2 separate regions of the Sus scrofa genome follow, and region 1 is linked to region 2. Evidence: chromatin contacts called from public Hi-C data. All regions are on one chromosome and are shown on one strand. Each heading gives the region's core, a stretch centred on a gene start, on an enhancer-like site or on the middle of the called end of the contact. The rest is flanking DNA. Distances are from core to core; before and after follow the strand shown.

Region 1 (7,542 bases), core at 1,722-4,221, 1.9 Mb after region 2:
TTGGCCAATTTATATAATCCGTTATGTTATTCTCTTTGAATATGTTCCACATGAAATTCTGTAGAAAATACTACTTGCTGGAGTTCCTGTTGTGGCACAGCAGAAAAGAATCTGACTAGGAACCATGGTTTCAGATTCAATCCCTGGCCTCGCTCAGTGGGTTAAGGATCGGGTGTTGCCGTGGGCTGTGGTATAGGTGGCAGATGTCACTCAGATCCTAAGTTGCTGTACCTGTGCCGTAGACTGAAAGCTGTAGCTCTAATTTGACCCCTAGCCTGGGAAGCTCCACATGCTGTGGGTGTAACCCTATAAAGACCAAAAAAAAAAAAAAGAAAATACTACTTTCTTTGAGAAATGCTAGTTTCTATTATAAGACTTAGGTTATATCTTTCAGGATAGGATACAATATGCTAATAAACCAGAGTTCCATGGCTTAAACAAAGATTTTTCTTGCTTAAAACAAAAACACGTCCACTGACGATTTCTCAAATATTTACATATACTGAAAATAAATACTTTACCAAGGTCTCAGTGTAATTTTAGAGTTACATCAACTTCGGGTTCAGCTAATACATGCCATCACATCATTGACCTTGTAGAATAGATGTCATATGAAAAGATACTGGTTTCTCTCACCTTCCTAATACCTAGTTTCAATTTCCCCACTCTCAGGTAAGAGAATAAACTATCATGGCTGCTTAGTTTTTAGTATTTACCTGGACAGCACTAAGAGTATATAAAAGATGCGGATCATGTCCAATGCTAGCACTTATTCCACCACACTCGTGTTGACACGACTTAATAAATGCCAAAATTTCTTCTCTATTCATACGGTGTAGTTGTCCCATGAGATCCATTACGGTCAGACCCCAATAGATTCCACTCATTCTCAGATATTCAGACATACAGTATTCCTAAAATATAGAATTACTTTACTGTGTTAGTTTGAATTGATGCCAGCTTAGATACTGAACACACAAAGCCCTACAGCCACTGTTACACCGGTAAAATATCTACTTCCAATTAAGTTGTTCATTAATTTTTTCTAAGACTGTCCCAGAGAGGAAAACTTGGAAAGCCATTCTTCAGGGCTGAACTTTTTCAAGGTCTCAGAGTAATTCTAGAGCTTTAGTGTTACTACACATCACTGTAAACTCAGGTAATACATGCCAACACATCATTGACCTTGAAAATATTGTCTAAACTACAAAAATAGTAATCTAGTCCGTACTTCATAATTCATACAGATCTGGGCCGAATGGGAATCTACTTTGCCTACCAAAGTAAGAAACATGGTTAATTCCCATGGTCCCTCAACAGATATCCAAAGGTGCATTCACTATACTCAAGGATACAGCTTCAGGCTTTGGCACGCAGGAGTTAGATACCAACATGGTCCATACTGATCTATTTACAGAATGGTCTACATCTTTAAGAGTATAAACTTTTCAACATAAAAGCATACATACGTAATCATCTTTCTTTGAGCCATAGGATGCAATATAATCTGCATGCTTCTCCAGGAATAGGGTGTCAGGTGCATCTGACTTGATAATGACATCCTTCTGCGGTGTACCCTTCCACAATAAATTGATTTCATAAGTTATCTCTTAATATTTGACCCCAGAGCATGTGTTCAATATACATCTGAACTTTTTATTTCGTGTTGCCAAATGAAAACTTTCAATTTAAAATTATCTGGCCAAGAAAAACCAAGGCACTAAAGTCCTTCATAAAGATCCAAGTATTTTTCAGGTCTCAGAGTAATTCTAGAGCTAAAGTAGTACTAATCAACTTTAGATTCAGAATACATGCCAGCTCATCATCGACCCAAAAATACTACCTTCATCTGTCTTTATCTTTCACACAGAACACCAAAATAAAATAAAAATCTATTTATTCCATAATTTGAGTTAAGTGCTTTAATGAAGTTTAACTCTAGAAATTGTATAAATTCTGGGAACTTCGAAGCACCTTCCATATACCTCAAAGGTTATTTATCAAGGAAGCAGTCCCTTTAGACTCACCTTCTCCAGCTTTAGCCTGTTTCCCCAAATGCAACAAGTCCCCAAGGGACGAGAATGCTGCTCTAGTTATCCACATTTCTGATCTATATCTAAGACTGTACTTTACTGTTTTATTTGAAGTAGGTCACAACAGTTATCAATAATAAAATAGTGAATTTCTCAGAGTTCCCGTTGTGGCTCAGCAGAAAGAATCCAACTAGCATCCATGAGGATGTGGGTTCGATCTCTGGCCTTCCTCATTGGGTTAGGGATCAGGCACTGCTCCGAGTTGTGTAGGTCGCAGATTAGGCCTGGATCCCACATTGCTGTGGCTGTATCATAAGCCAGCAGCTACAGTTCTGATTGGACCCCTAGCCTGGTAACTTTCCTATGCCATGGATGCAGCCCTAAAAAGAAAACAAAACAAAACAAAAAAATAATAGTCAATTTCTTGTCTAGCCCATTGCCCATTAAAATTTACTAGGTCAACAAGATCGTACCGCTAATCATTCTAAAGATCTTAAATAATTCTTTTTTAATTTTATTACTCCATTTATTACATTGGATAATAATTCTAACGCATACATATATATATATATATATATATGCTTCAACCTACATATAGAAGGAAAAAGGTACTACCGACTTGCCCAGTTTTTAGGAGGAAATTAAGAAATCCGGTTGTTGAACCAGGAGGCCCGACCGATAGCAGGAAGTCTGAATAAAATCAGAGGCGGCAACGACGCATGCAAGGCCTGCAGAAAACGCTGAATAATACTTCACCCTCTCTCCCGCTCTCAAAAATACTCCCAAGACCTCTATCTTAACGCGACCATTCTCCAATATTTAGTAAACAACCCACCGGTGACTAAAATGCTTAATATCACCCTTCCCAGGCTCCTCCCGAGCCATCCGGACAGCAATGCAATACACGTCCACACTCACCATGTCTGACAGCGAAAAGAGAACTTGGCTCTTTCGTGGGCGGATTTAGGCAGCACGCGCCTGCCCAGAAGCGTCTCTCAGGTCCCCTCCGCGCCCAGACTTAGGTGACCACATTCCCGCCTGAAGGAAAGAGGGATCCCGAGGCTGCTCTAGGACCCCATCGGCTGCTCATGGCTGTCCTCGCTGCCTGTGCTTAAAGTCTCTAAGCCCGTTTTCTTGTCCCTTAAACACCGCCGTTTTATCTAAAACTGTTTTAAGTAATGTTTAAATATCTGCATAACTTTTAAGAAATCGTTTATTGTTGAGGATCTTTGAAATGCCTGGTAATAAATAGAGTTGCACCGTAATTACGTGTGCAATAAATATTCACATTCAGCTCTTATTAGCTAACTCTCACCTACTCCCTCCTCTTTCAGGAAGTTCTAATATTTGCAATATTTGGAGATTGTTTTTGAAAAGGAAACACCGTTATGCTTCTTATAAGCTTTCCATCGAATTCAGCTTTGCTAGGTGTGTTAATGCAGCTATTTGTAACTGTGCTTTCTTAGGACTTTAATCCTTAAAAGTATTTTGAGCACCTACCAGAAAATACTGGCACCTACTCTTAAATTTTTTTTTTTTTCAGGAGTTCCCATCATGGCGAAGCAGAAACAAACCCAACTAGGAACCACGAGGTTGTGGATTATATGCCTGGCTTCGCTCAGTGGGTTAAGGATCCAGCGTTGCCTCCACTGGAGGTGTGGTGTAGGTCGCAGACCTTGCTCCGCTGGGATCTGGCTTGCCTGTGGCGTAGGCTGGCAGCTATGGCTCCAATTAGACCCCTAACGTGGGAACGTCCATATGCCAAGGGTGTGGCCCTCAAAAGACGAAAAAAAAAAACCTGAAAAGTAAGAATTTGGGGAAGAATTCCTTACGCAGAGATATGTGTGAGCTATCAATAACTGAGAAAATATTGAATCCACTATGATGATAGATTTCATTATTTCTCTCTTAGTTCAATTGCTATCCCCAGGTATAGTTTGAGGCTAGGATAACATGTATTACTAAATGCATGTTAAGTTTAGAACTATCTATTTCTGGTGAGTCAAGCCACTTATCATTAAGTGATGATGTTTCTAGCCCTAATAATTTTTATCTTAAAAATTATTCCTTGGGAGTTCCCGTCATGGCTCAGTGGAACCATGAAGTTGTGGGTTTGATCCCTGGCCTCGCTCAGTGGGTTGAGGATCCGGCATTGCCGTGAGCTGTGGTGTAGACTGCAGACATGGCTCAGATCTTGCACTGCTGTGGCTCTGGCCTAGGCCTGAAGCTACAGCTTGGATTCGACCCCTAGCCTAGGAACCTCCATATGCTGTCAGTGTGGCCCCAGAAAAGACCCCTCCCCCCAGAAAAATTCTTCTTTGGAGTTCCTGTCGTGGCTCAGTGGTTAACAAACCTGTCTACTATCTGTGGGTTCACAGGTTTGATCCCTGGCCTTGCTCAGTGTGTTAAGGATCCTGCATTGCTGTGAGCTGTGGTGTAGGTCACAGATGTGGCTTGGATCTGACATTGCTGTGGCTGTGGTGTAGACCAGCAGTTACACCTCCAATTGGACCCTAGCACCACATGCTGCAGGTGCAACCCTGAATAGACAAAAGACCACAAAAAGTCTTCCTTGAAAGTTCCTTTATGGCACAGCAGGTTAAGGATCTGGCCTTGTCACTGCAGCAGTTTGAGTCCCCGCTCCAGTGTGGGTTTGGTCCCTGGCCCAGAAATTTCTATATGCCATGGGCACAACCAAAAAAAAAAAAAAAAAAGTCTATCTTGTTAAATGGTGCTGCCAAAAAATCAATCACTCAATCTGAGAAAGATATCAATCTGAGAAAGATATGGAATTTTTTATTAGAGTTAAATTTGAGATGTTATAACTTGGGAAGAGCAACTTGGAAATCTCTGAGAGCTGTTCTGCCCACAGTCAAAGCACAGTTAAATGCTGGTTTTCTGTGGGTTTTTTTTTCTTTTTAGGTCCATACCTGTAGAAGGGCCATATGGAAGTTTCCAGGCTAGGGGTCAAATCTGAGCTACCTACACCACAGCTCCTGGCAATGCCGGATCCTTAAGCCACTGAGCAAGGCCAGGGACCAAACCTGTGTCCTCATGGATACTAGTCAGTTTCCTTTCTGCTGAGCCATAACTGGAATTCTTCTAAGAAGTTAATCATGTTAATGCTAGGTTGATTGATTTTGGCCTCAGGCTGGGCTTGCAGATTTCCCTGGCCAGGGCTCTAATCCAAACCACAGCTATAGCCAGAGACTTAGCAGTGACAAGGCCAATTTTTTTTAGCCCTCTGAACCAGGAAGGAGCTATAAGGATGCTGCTATTTATTGCCGCTGATGAGGAATGTTTTGTCCGTACGTAATTCAGATACACAATGCACATTGCAGGGAAGAGGAGACCACAGGGCAGAGATTTTTTTTTTTTATGTTTAAATATTTACTGTCTTGCCACAAAATATGAATTTTATTTCACAATAGTAATGTAAGTCCCCCAGCTTTCTTTTACCTCTAAATCAGATGAGGGGGAAGTGTTGTGGAGTGAGAGGAACCAAGGGAGAGAGAGAGAGAGAAAAAAAAAAAATTCAAACCTGGAAAAAGCAACACTCAAAATAAGAATAACACAGAGTTCTCTTGTGGTGCTGTGGGCTAAGGATCTGGTGTTGTCACTGTAGTGACTTTCATTTGATCCCTGACCCAGGAACTTCGGCATACTGTGGGCCCAAGCAAAAAAAGAGACAATAATGCATCAAATCCAAAAAGCAACATTCAGACTGAATCAAACTGCTGAAGTAAAGGAAAGCAAGCCTCCCTTCCTACTTTATGAATTCATTTAACAAATATGTTTTGAGTGCCTAGGATGTGCCAAATATTCTAGGTTCTGGGAGTACAATGGTGAGCAAAATGGAAATACGTATAGGGAACAAATGTTCTAGAAATTCTTGTAATTACATTCAGTAATTTTATCTCTAGCTATTTGTTCTACAGATATACTCTCTTTGGTATAAAGTGACTTATGTGGAAGAATATTCATAGCAGCAAGTCTCTGTAATAGCTAAAGATTACAAATATTTTTAACCATCAAAAGGTTAAATAAACTATGGTGTTTTCATTATGCAGCCATTAAAAAGAATGAGGAGGAGTTCCCATCGTGGTACAACAGAAACAAATCTGACTTAAGAACCATGAGGTTGCAGGTTCGATCCCTGACCTCGCTCAGTGGGTTAAGGATCTGGCATTGCCGTGAGCTGTGGTCAAAAATGTGGCTCGGATCCAGCGTTGCTATGGCTGTGGCATAGGCTGGCAGCTGTAGCTCTGATTCGACATATGCCAAGGGTGCGGCCCTAAAAAGCAAAAAATAATAATAAATAAATAAGCAAATAAAAAGAATGAGGAAATGCTGCAAACATTGTTGTGGAAAGATGTACAAGGTATGTTAGGTAAAAACCAAAACAGAATGTACCAAACAATATACCAATGTACCATATGCTACTATCAGTGTGGGAAACAAAGGGAAAAAAATAAATGGATAAATTTGGGAATGCACAGAACCAAAGCAGTTGCCTACTGGATGAGAAATGGGTGAACAGTATTTAAGGAAAGCTTTTCAGAGTTCCTGTTGTGGGGCAGCAGAAATGAATCCGACTAGCAACCATGAGGTTGCAGGTCAGATTCCTGGCCTTGCTCAGGGGGTTAAGGATCTGGCCTTTTGGTGAGCTGTGGCGTAGGCCAGCTGCTATAGCTCCAATTAGACCACTAGCCTGGGAATTTCCATATGCCACAGGTGGGCCCTAAAAAGCAAAAAAAAAAAAAAAAAAAGGAAAAGAAAGAAAAGCTCTTCACTGAACACTCTGATACTTTAAAAACTTGGTATGTTTCCCTCTTCAAAAAATAAAAATATCTACCCTCCAAAGAAAAGTATCTACTAAATATGTATGTGTTTATATATATATATATATATATATATATTTATAAATTTATTCATAAATTACATTTGGAAGTTCCCAGACTAGGGGTCAAATCAGAGCTGCAGCTGCTAGCTTCTGCCACAGCCACAGCAATGCAGGATCTGAGCCACATCTGCAAACTACACTACAGCTCATGGCAATGCCAGATCCTTAACCCACTGAGCAAGGCCAGGAATCGAACCTGCAACCTCATGGTTCCTAGTTGGATTCATTAACCACTGCACCACTAGGGGAACTCCCTTCAAATTCTCCCTTTTATCAGCTTTCACATCTTGTTAGTTCCCTCATTCTATTGTGGGAAGGGGGCCCCCTTCCAGGGCCCAAGCATTGGCCCTTGTCTAACACTCAGAAATGAATTGTCCAAAGAGGCTCATGTGCTGACAAAGCAAAAGACTTTATTGAGAAGGGGTGCCCAGATGGAGAGCAGCAGGGTAAGAGAACCCAGAACTGCTCTGCCAGGTGGCTTGAAGCCTCAGGTTTTATGGTAATGGGGTCATTTTCCTGGTTGTTTCTGGCCAATTATTATTATTTTTTTTGCAATCCATCTTTTTATTTATTTATTTTTATTTCCCCAAGAGACTATTATTTTTT
Region 2 (7,394 bases), core at 4,481-6,980:
TGTCTTTCAAATATGTGAGTTACTTCAAATTCAGCCTACTTTAACTGGTCATATCATTTCCTCCCCAAACCTGCTCCCACTTTAGAATTTCCTGGAGTTCCCTTTGTGGCTTAGGATGTTAAGAATCCGATTAGCATCCATGAGGATTCGGATTCGATCCCTGGCCTCACTCAGTGGGTTAAGGATCTGGTGTTGCAGCGAGCAGAAGCACAGATCAAAGAATGTGGCTTGGATCTGGCACTGCTGTGGCTGTGGTGTAGGCTGGCAAATGTAGCTCTGGTTCGACCCCCAGCCTGTGAATCTTCATATGCCACAGGTGCAGCTGTAAAAAGAAAAAAAAAAAAGAATTTCCTATGGTCATCACTGACACCTCCACCTCACTGGTCACTCAAGCCTGGAATCCTAGACTCTTTTAACTTACAGATTCAATCAGGTACCCAAATTGTAGAGATTCAACCCCCTAATATCTGGACATATGTTTGGACACAAGAGCATTCATTAAACCAATCATGAACATGGAACAGCCTAAATGCCCCCAAATAGAAAAATGGTTAAATGCTATTTAATGACATGGATAATATCTTATGATTTAATGGAAGAAGTTATGATGTATTAGTTCATATTGGATTTTACATATGTCCATCAGAAAAGTAGTGGCTTCTTTCTGAGGCTGCTGCTGGTGGTGGTGGTAGCAGTAAACAAGAAAGGACTAGTGAGCTCAATCTTGAGGGGAACTTTGAATCCACGCTTCTCTCTGTAGAATATTTTCCTTGTCCTATGCCTAACTCCCAAATACATCATTATGTTTCTTTTCTTTTTTTTTTTTGTTTGTTTTTTGTTTTGGTCTCTTCAGGGCCATACCCATGGCATATGGTGGTTCCCAGGCTAGGGGTTGAATTGGAACTGCAGCTGCCGGCCTACAGCATAGCAACGCCAGATCGGAGCTGTGTCTGTGACCTACACCACAGCTCACGGCAATGCTGGATTCTTAAACCACCGAGCGAGGCCAGTGATCAAACCCACGTCCTCATGGATACTAGTTGGGTTCATTTACCACTGAGCCGCAACAGGAACTCCTGTATAGTCATATTTCTGGTCTCATTCAGCCTACATGTTACTTCCTCATGAAGTCCTCCCTTTTCCTTCTATTTTTCTTCTTCTTCTTCTTCTTTTTTTTTTTGGCCTTGCCCCTGTCATGTGGAAGTTCCCAGGCCAGGAACTGAACTTATGCCAAAGCAGTGATCTGAACTGCTACAGTGACAACACCAGATCCTTAACCCCCTGTACCACAGAACTCCTTTTTCTTCTAACTATAAAAAAGACCTCAGAACATATACTTTTGGACATGTGAACATATTCTCTAGTGACCTGTATTTTCATTCCTGGTTCTGATCATTTTTAATTTATGTACAGTGTTTATGTGATTGCTTCTTGGTCTTTTCTTTTTTTCTTTTTGGGCCACACCTGCGGCATACAGAGGTTCGCAGGCTAGGGGTCTAATTGGAGCTACAGCTTCCGGCCACACCCACAGTAATGCAGGGTCCGAGCCACATCTGTGACCTACACCACAGCTCACGGCAATGCCTGATCCTTAGCCCACTGAGCGAGGCCAGGGATCAAACCTGAAACCTCATGGTTCCTAGTCAGATTTGTTTCCACTGTGCCATGACGGGAACTCCCGTGATTGCTTCCTAAATGTTAGCCTCCCTCTCTACACTATAGGCTCTGGAAGAGTAGGATCTGTGCTTGCTTTGTTGACTACTTTATCTCTAGAACCTCTAGTGCAGCTCCTGGCATATTCCTTTTTTTTTCTTTTTTCCTTTTTTTTGGCTTCCCCCGTGGCATATGGAAGTTTCTGGGAAGGAATTCAACCTGCACCACACCAGTGACTTGGGCCACAGCAGTGACAATACTGGGTCCTTAACTTGCTGAGCCATCAAGGAATTCCTCCTGGCATATTTCTTAAAAGAATGAATGAATGAACTACATTGATGGTTTTCTAAGTGTGTTCTGAGACAGTGCCTTGTGTGTCAGGGTAAGGGACTGAGGGAGAGGTCAGTCCTTGCCCACTTCCACGCCATCTTTTTGGGGGTTTGGATTCTGGCCTAAGATTGTGTTGTAAAAGGAATGCCAGTGCTTGAGAAAATATTACACAATCCCTTTAGATGATCTTGAAGCCTCTTGCGTTGTCACTATTCTGTGATTCTAGATGAAAAGGACCAAGGTCATATATGGATATATCACAATTAGGGAGTAGCCTTCACCGGTGAAGTTGGCAGTGGTTGTTTTTTCCACGAGCAAAAGAGCTCTTCTCTCCCTCTCTTGGATAACTGAAGATCTGAGGGGATTTTATCCCTTTCTACTCAGCTAGGATCTACCCTTACTTTTGGCATCCTTTTTTTTTTTTTGGTCTTTTGAGGGCCGCACTCGCGGTATGTGGAGGTTCCCAGGCTAAGGGTCTAATCAGAGCTACAGCTGCGGGCCTACACCACAGCCACAGCAATGCCAGGTCCGAGCCTCGTCTTCAACCTACACCACAGCTCACAGCAACCCGGATCCTTAACCCACTGAGTGAGGCCAGGGATCGAACCTGAAACCTCATGGTTCCTAGTTGGATCCCTTTCCGCTGCGCCATGACGGGAACTCCTGGCTCCCTTCTTTAGCGTCAGTGAAATGGTCCTTTCCTTTCATCCCTTTAGTGCTTGCTCCAAAGACTCTTGAGCGCTGCTGCTTGGGGCTACTTGTAATTCCCCTCTCTCATTTCCACACACTTTCATTCATGCAGTTCCCTCCGTTGAAAATGGTCTTTTTTCTCTGCTTTGCAAAGTCATGCTGTAATTCAAATGCCAACCCTGGTAAAACAACAACAAAACTTTCCCAAGTCCTACTCTGTTCCCACAATACCCTATTTATATCTCTATACAGAACTCCTGTAGCTCAAACTTGGGTAAGTTACTTAACCTAAGCCTATTTTCTCATCAAAAAAAAATGTGAATAGTATCACATGTTGCGTTCTCCAGAAGGCAGACTCTTACATGATTAGTGTGCATTTATTAGGGTATGCTCTTTGGATCATCTCTTGTGAGAGAGAAGTGGAACTTTGATACCATCCTAATGGGATGCAGGTTATTCTGGAAATGGGATGATCCATCAGAACGGTACCAAATTGAGATGAGAGGGCTGGCTTTCCAAAAATTCCGAGATAGTTTTTTTTTTTTTTTTTTGTCTTTTTTTTTTTGCCATTTCTTGGGCCGCTCCTGCGGCATATGGAGGTTCCCGGGCTAGGGGTCAAATCGGAGCTGTAGCTGCCAGCCTACGCCAGAGCCACAGCAACGCAGGATCCGAGCCGCGTCTGCGACCTACACCACAGCTCACGGCAACGCCAGAACCTTGACCCACTGAGCAAGGGCAGGGATCGAACCCGCAACCTCATGGTTCCTAGTCGGATTTGTTAACCACTGCGCCACGACGGGAACTCCCCGAGATAGATATTAGTGCTCCTGTATTGATCAGTCATTGGATTTGCCGCCTTTCGAAGGGGTGTGATATTAGGCAATGCCAGAATGGATCTTAGAAGTACATTTCAGTGCTCACCACTAAGAGTCTCTATCTCAGGATTACTGGAAGCCTGAAATAGGATAAAGTATAGGATTAGTACATAGCATATTGCATGGCACATAGGAGTCAAGAAGAGAGCTGTTACAGTTGTTTTAATGATTTTTATTTTGTTTCCATTATAGCTGGTTTACAGTGTTCTGTCAGTTTTCTACTATACAGCAAGGTGACCCTATCACACATACATTTTTTTCTCACATTATCATGCTTCATCATAAGTGACTATAGTTCCCAGTGCTGTTACAGTTATTTTAAATTAGAACCTGGCTCTAACAGCATATACAGCAAGGTAGGGAAACCCTGTTTTGTTTATTTTTGTGTCTCTAGTCCTAGTAGAAGGCCTGGAACTAAGTTGATTCAACAAAGAAAGACTTGTTGATGTGCCAATTTAAGAACATACCTGCCACAATTTATCTCCAAACATGTTCTTTTGAGTTGAACTCCCAACTAAAACAAGTACAAAAAGGCATTTCAACCATTTAACAATTTTCATTAGCAAAAGAAAAGGAGGCCCATATCCACTTGCCTAAAAAAAAAAGTTTCAAAGATAAGAAAACAAGAGAGCAATCAAGCAGTGCAGGATAACTGCAGAAGAGTTCCAGTTAAAGTGGCTTTTAGAAGTTCCTATTGTGGCTCAGCCTGTAAGGAACCTCACTAGTAACCATGACAACTTAAGTTCAATCCCTAATCCCGCTCAGTGGGTTAAGGAATGGTGTAGGTTGCAGATGCACTTCTGGATCTGCATTGCTGTGACTGTGGCCCCTAGCCTGACAATTTCCATATACTGAAGGTGAAGCCCTAAAAAGCAAAAAGAAAAGAAAAAAAAGGACTTATCTCTATCAGTGTGGGCCTTTATTTTCTTGCATGCTCACTATAGTTCCTTGATATGATTTAATAAGAGTATTAAACACTTTGTGCCAGGAGTTCCCGTTGTGGCTCAGTGGTTAACGAATCTGATTAGGAACCACGAGGTTGCGGGTTCGGTCCCTGGCCTTGCTCAGTGGGTGAAAGATCCGGCGTTGCCCTGAGCTGTGGTGTAGGTCGGAGACGAGGCTGGGATCCTGCATTGCTGTGGCTGTGGCGTAGGCCGGTGGCTACAGCTCACGATTGGACCCCTAGCCCGGGAATCTCCATATGCCACGGGAGTGGCCCTAGAAAAGGCAAAGACAAAAAAAACAAAAAAACAAAAAACAAACTTTGTGCCAGACACAGGTCTGTGGATACAGCAAGAGCAAAAGTCCTTCCTTACCTTTAAGGATCTCACATTCTTGGTGGTAAAGGGTGGACAAATGTCTGTAAGTGATAACTGTCATATAAGCAAGTAAAGACAGTAAGAGCGATGGTGCAAGTGTGCTCTTTTGGATAGAGCTGGTCTGTGAAGTTTCAGATGTCCACCTTTGAGAAGGGAACTGAAATACTTGTGGAACATCTACCACGTGGCTCAGCATAAGCAACCCGACAAGGATCCATGAGGTCTTGAGTTTGATTCCTGGCCTCAGTCAGTGGGTTAAGGATCCAGCAGTTGCCGTGAGCTGAGGTGTAGGCTGGCAGTTGCAGCTCCGATTTGGCCCCTAGCCTGGGAACCTCCATATGCCCCGGGTGCGGCCCTAAAAAGAAAAAAAAAAAAAAAAAAATCTGGAGGAAGTGTTCTAGCGCAGGCTATAGCAAACGCAAAGTCCTGAAGTGGATCGAGCCTGCGTGTTGTAGGAACAGCTAGAAAACCAGAGAGGCGTGCGAGGGTTCTATGCGGCTGGAGGAAGGCAGGAGCATATTCAATGTACATACAGATATTTTCCTACCTGAGACCACACTGCTAAGGGAGGGAGAGTGTACAAATCTCTCAAGAGGCCACAAAGGGCAGGATGAAGAGGACCAACGGCCGGGCTACCGGGAAGACTTTCCTCCAACGGTAGTACCCTGACTACAGGCAAGGGATGGAATGTGTCCTGCCCTCATTAGACCAACCTTTGCCGAGGGGCGCGGGCGAACCGCGGGGGCGAAACTCGGCCACCCCCGGCCCACCCGGCCCGCTGGCGCTGCACCGGCTGCGGTTACCAGCAGGCGGTGTAGTGAGCGCGCCAGCAGCCGCCACCGCCCGCCTGTCCCAGCGAGGAGGAGAAAGGAGGGGACCGGAAGGAGCCGCTGGTGCTGCGGGAAGTAGCAGGAGCGGGAGGCGGGGACCCACCTGGAAGCGCCCCGGCGCCGCTGTCGAGCTTCCTGCGGCGGCGGCCACCCAAGCCAGTGCCGTGGCGGGGGCGGAGAGCAGCCACGACGGCGGCGCCTCCCCGAGTGGCCCGAGGTGCCTGGCCCCACGCGAAAGGTGAGCAGGCGCTCGGGGCACGTGGTGGCGGCTAGAGATGGGGGAGGGAGAACGGAGCAGGAGGGAACCACCGGACAACCGATTCTGGGACCCGGATTTGGAACCGAGTGCAGGGAGGGGGTGGGCTGGAGGTAGCGGCGGCGGCGGCTGCGGCGGCGACGGCGAAGCCCCCACGTGGGGCGGGGGTGCGCGCGCACGTGTGCGCGGGCAAAAGGGGGGCGGGGAAGTCTCTGGGGCGGACGACGGGCGCGCGCTCGCTTAGTAGCGGTCCACGTGACCGGCACGCAGAGACTCTGCCTCCACGTGACATATTGGGGAGGTTGGCTGAGGCAGAGGGCTGCTGTGTTTGTTGTAGTGTAATCGTGGTCGTCTGAGGTTTTAGGGTTGTTTGCCGCTTTTCATCTCTACTAGGGGGTTATGAAGAGAAATATAAGACAGAAAAGACTTTCTGTTTTTTCTGTGTCACACTCATTCTTCTCTTCGTTAACGAAATACTTTTTATATGCCGAAATACTAGTTTCTCTGTACCGCCATGTTGGTTCTGCCGCAAACTCGCGAGATGCTTGTGGGCTTGTATCGCGAGATCTCCCGATTCTCGCGGGACCTTGTTGGCAGAGCAGTTGTCCTGGATGGCGGAGCCCTGGGTTCCGGGGGGCTTGAGACTCGCAACTCTTTCTACAAGGCAAGTTGATAGGGAGGGGCCGGGGCACGTGCCTCTTGGTGCCGGGAGACATGCTGTGTCAGCTTCCTCTAGTCCTGAAGGGAATGTATTGACCCATTTGAGGCGACACTATTCTCCCCACCCCCCTGCGGGCGCTCCGCCACCTGCAGAAGCGAATGCATCCCTCAGCCGGGGCTCCTTCTCCCCCGCTCAGTGATCGTTCCTCCCCCGTCTCACTGGAAGTTTGGAGCAGTGCTCGCACAGACGTGACGATTCCATTGGATACCGTTCCTCTTACTTTCAGACGATCTTGTCAGTTTTTCCCCTTGTTGCCATTTTCTAAAGAATTCCAGACCTGTTAACATTCTGTCGCTTGTTTCTGCCGCAGTACCTTTCTCCACTGGCTCTTCTCTGACGCCTAAGATAGAGCGCGTTCCATTTCTTCTCTCTGGGCATCATTTACTCCTAAACATTTATTTGATCATTTGATAACTTCTCCCTCACTCTAATTTACTTTGTATTTACGATAACTTGTGGTAGTATTTGTAGGGATCCTTTATATCTATGACAATACCTGACGTCGGAATAAAACCGTTCTTTAATTTTTTGTACGTGCCTGTTAACTCATAATTATCGATAAGATTTTGATAAGTACTGTTATGCGGTTGCCATCTTTGTTGTTCAAGGATGAATGTTTTAGATTGCATATTTAAGGTAATGGGATGTTTTAAGCCATTTAAAAGCAAACTTCTCTTCGTAAACTTTGATGTCAAAGTAGAGTTCAATTTCTCCTTAAAT

The links. Hi-C and Micro-C count contacts between places; a contact is called where the count stands out from the background.
Region 1: a Hi-C map of embryonic fibroblasts shows a contact between it and region 2, with 2.1 times the contacts expected there. The contact joins the promoter of RABGGTB here to the promoter of ZZZ3 in region 2. A contact is called at or near these places in 2 of 47 Hi-C or Micro-C datasets (embryonic fibroblasts and heart right ventricle).

Annotation. Positions count from the first base shown.
Region 1 is chr6:137,531,161-137,538,702 of Sscrofa11.1, forward strand. It overlaps RABGGTB (Rab geranylgeranyltransferase beta subunit), which reads right to left and starts at 2,972. Exons shown (of 11, transcript NR_145513.1): 1 at 2,952-2,972; 2 at 1,470-1,577; 3 at 717-914.
Region 2 is chr6:135,600,415-135,607,808 of Sscrofa11.1, forward strand. ZZZ3 (ZZ-type zinc finger-containing protein 3) reads left to right here and starts at 5,731. Exons shown (of 14, transcript XM_005653415.3): 1 at 5,731-5,935.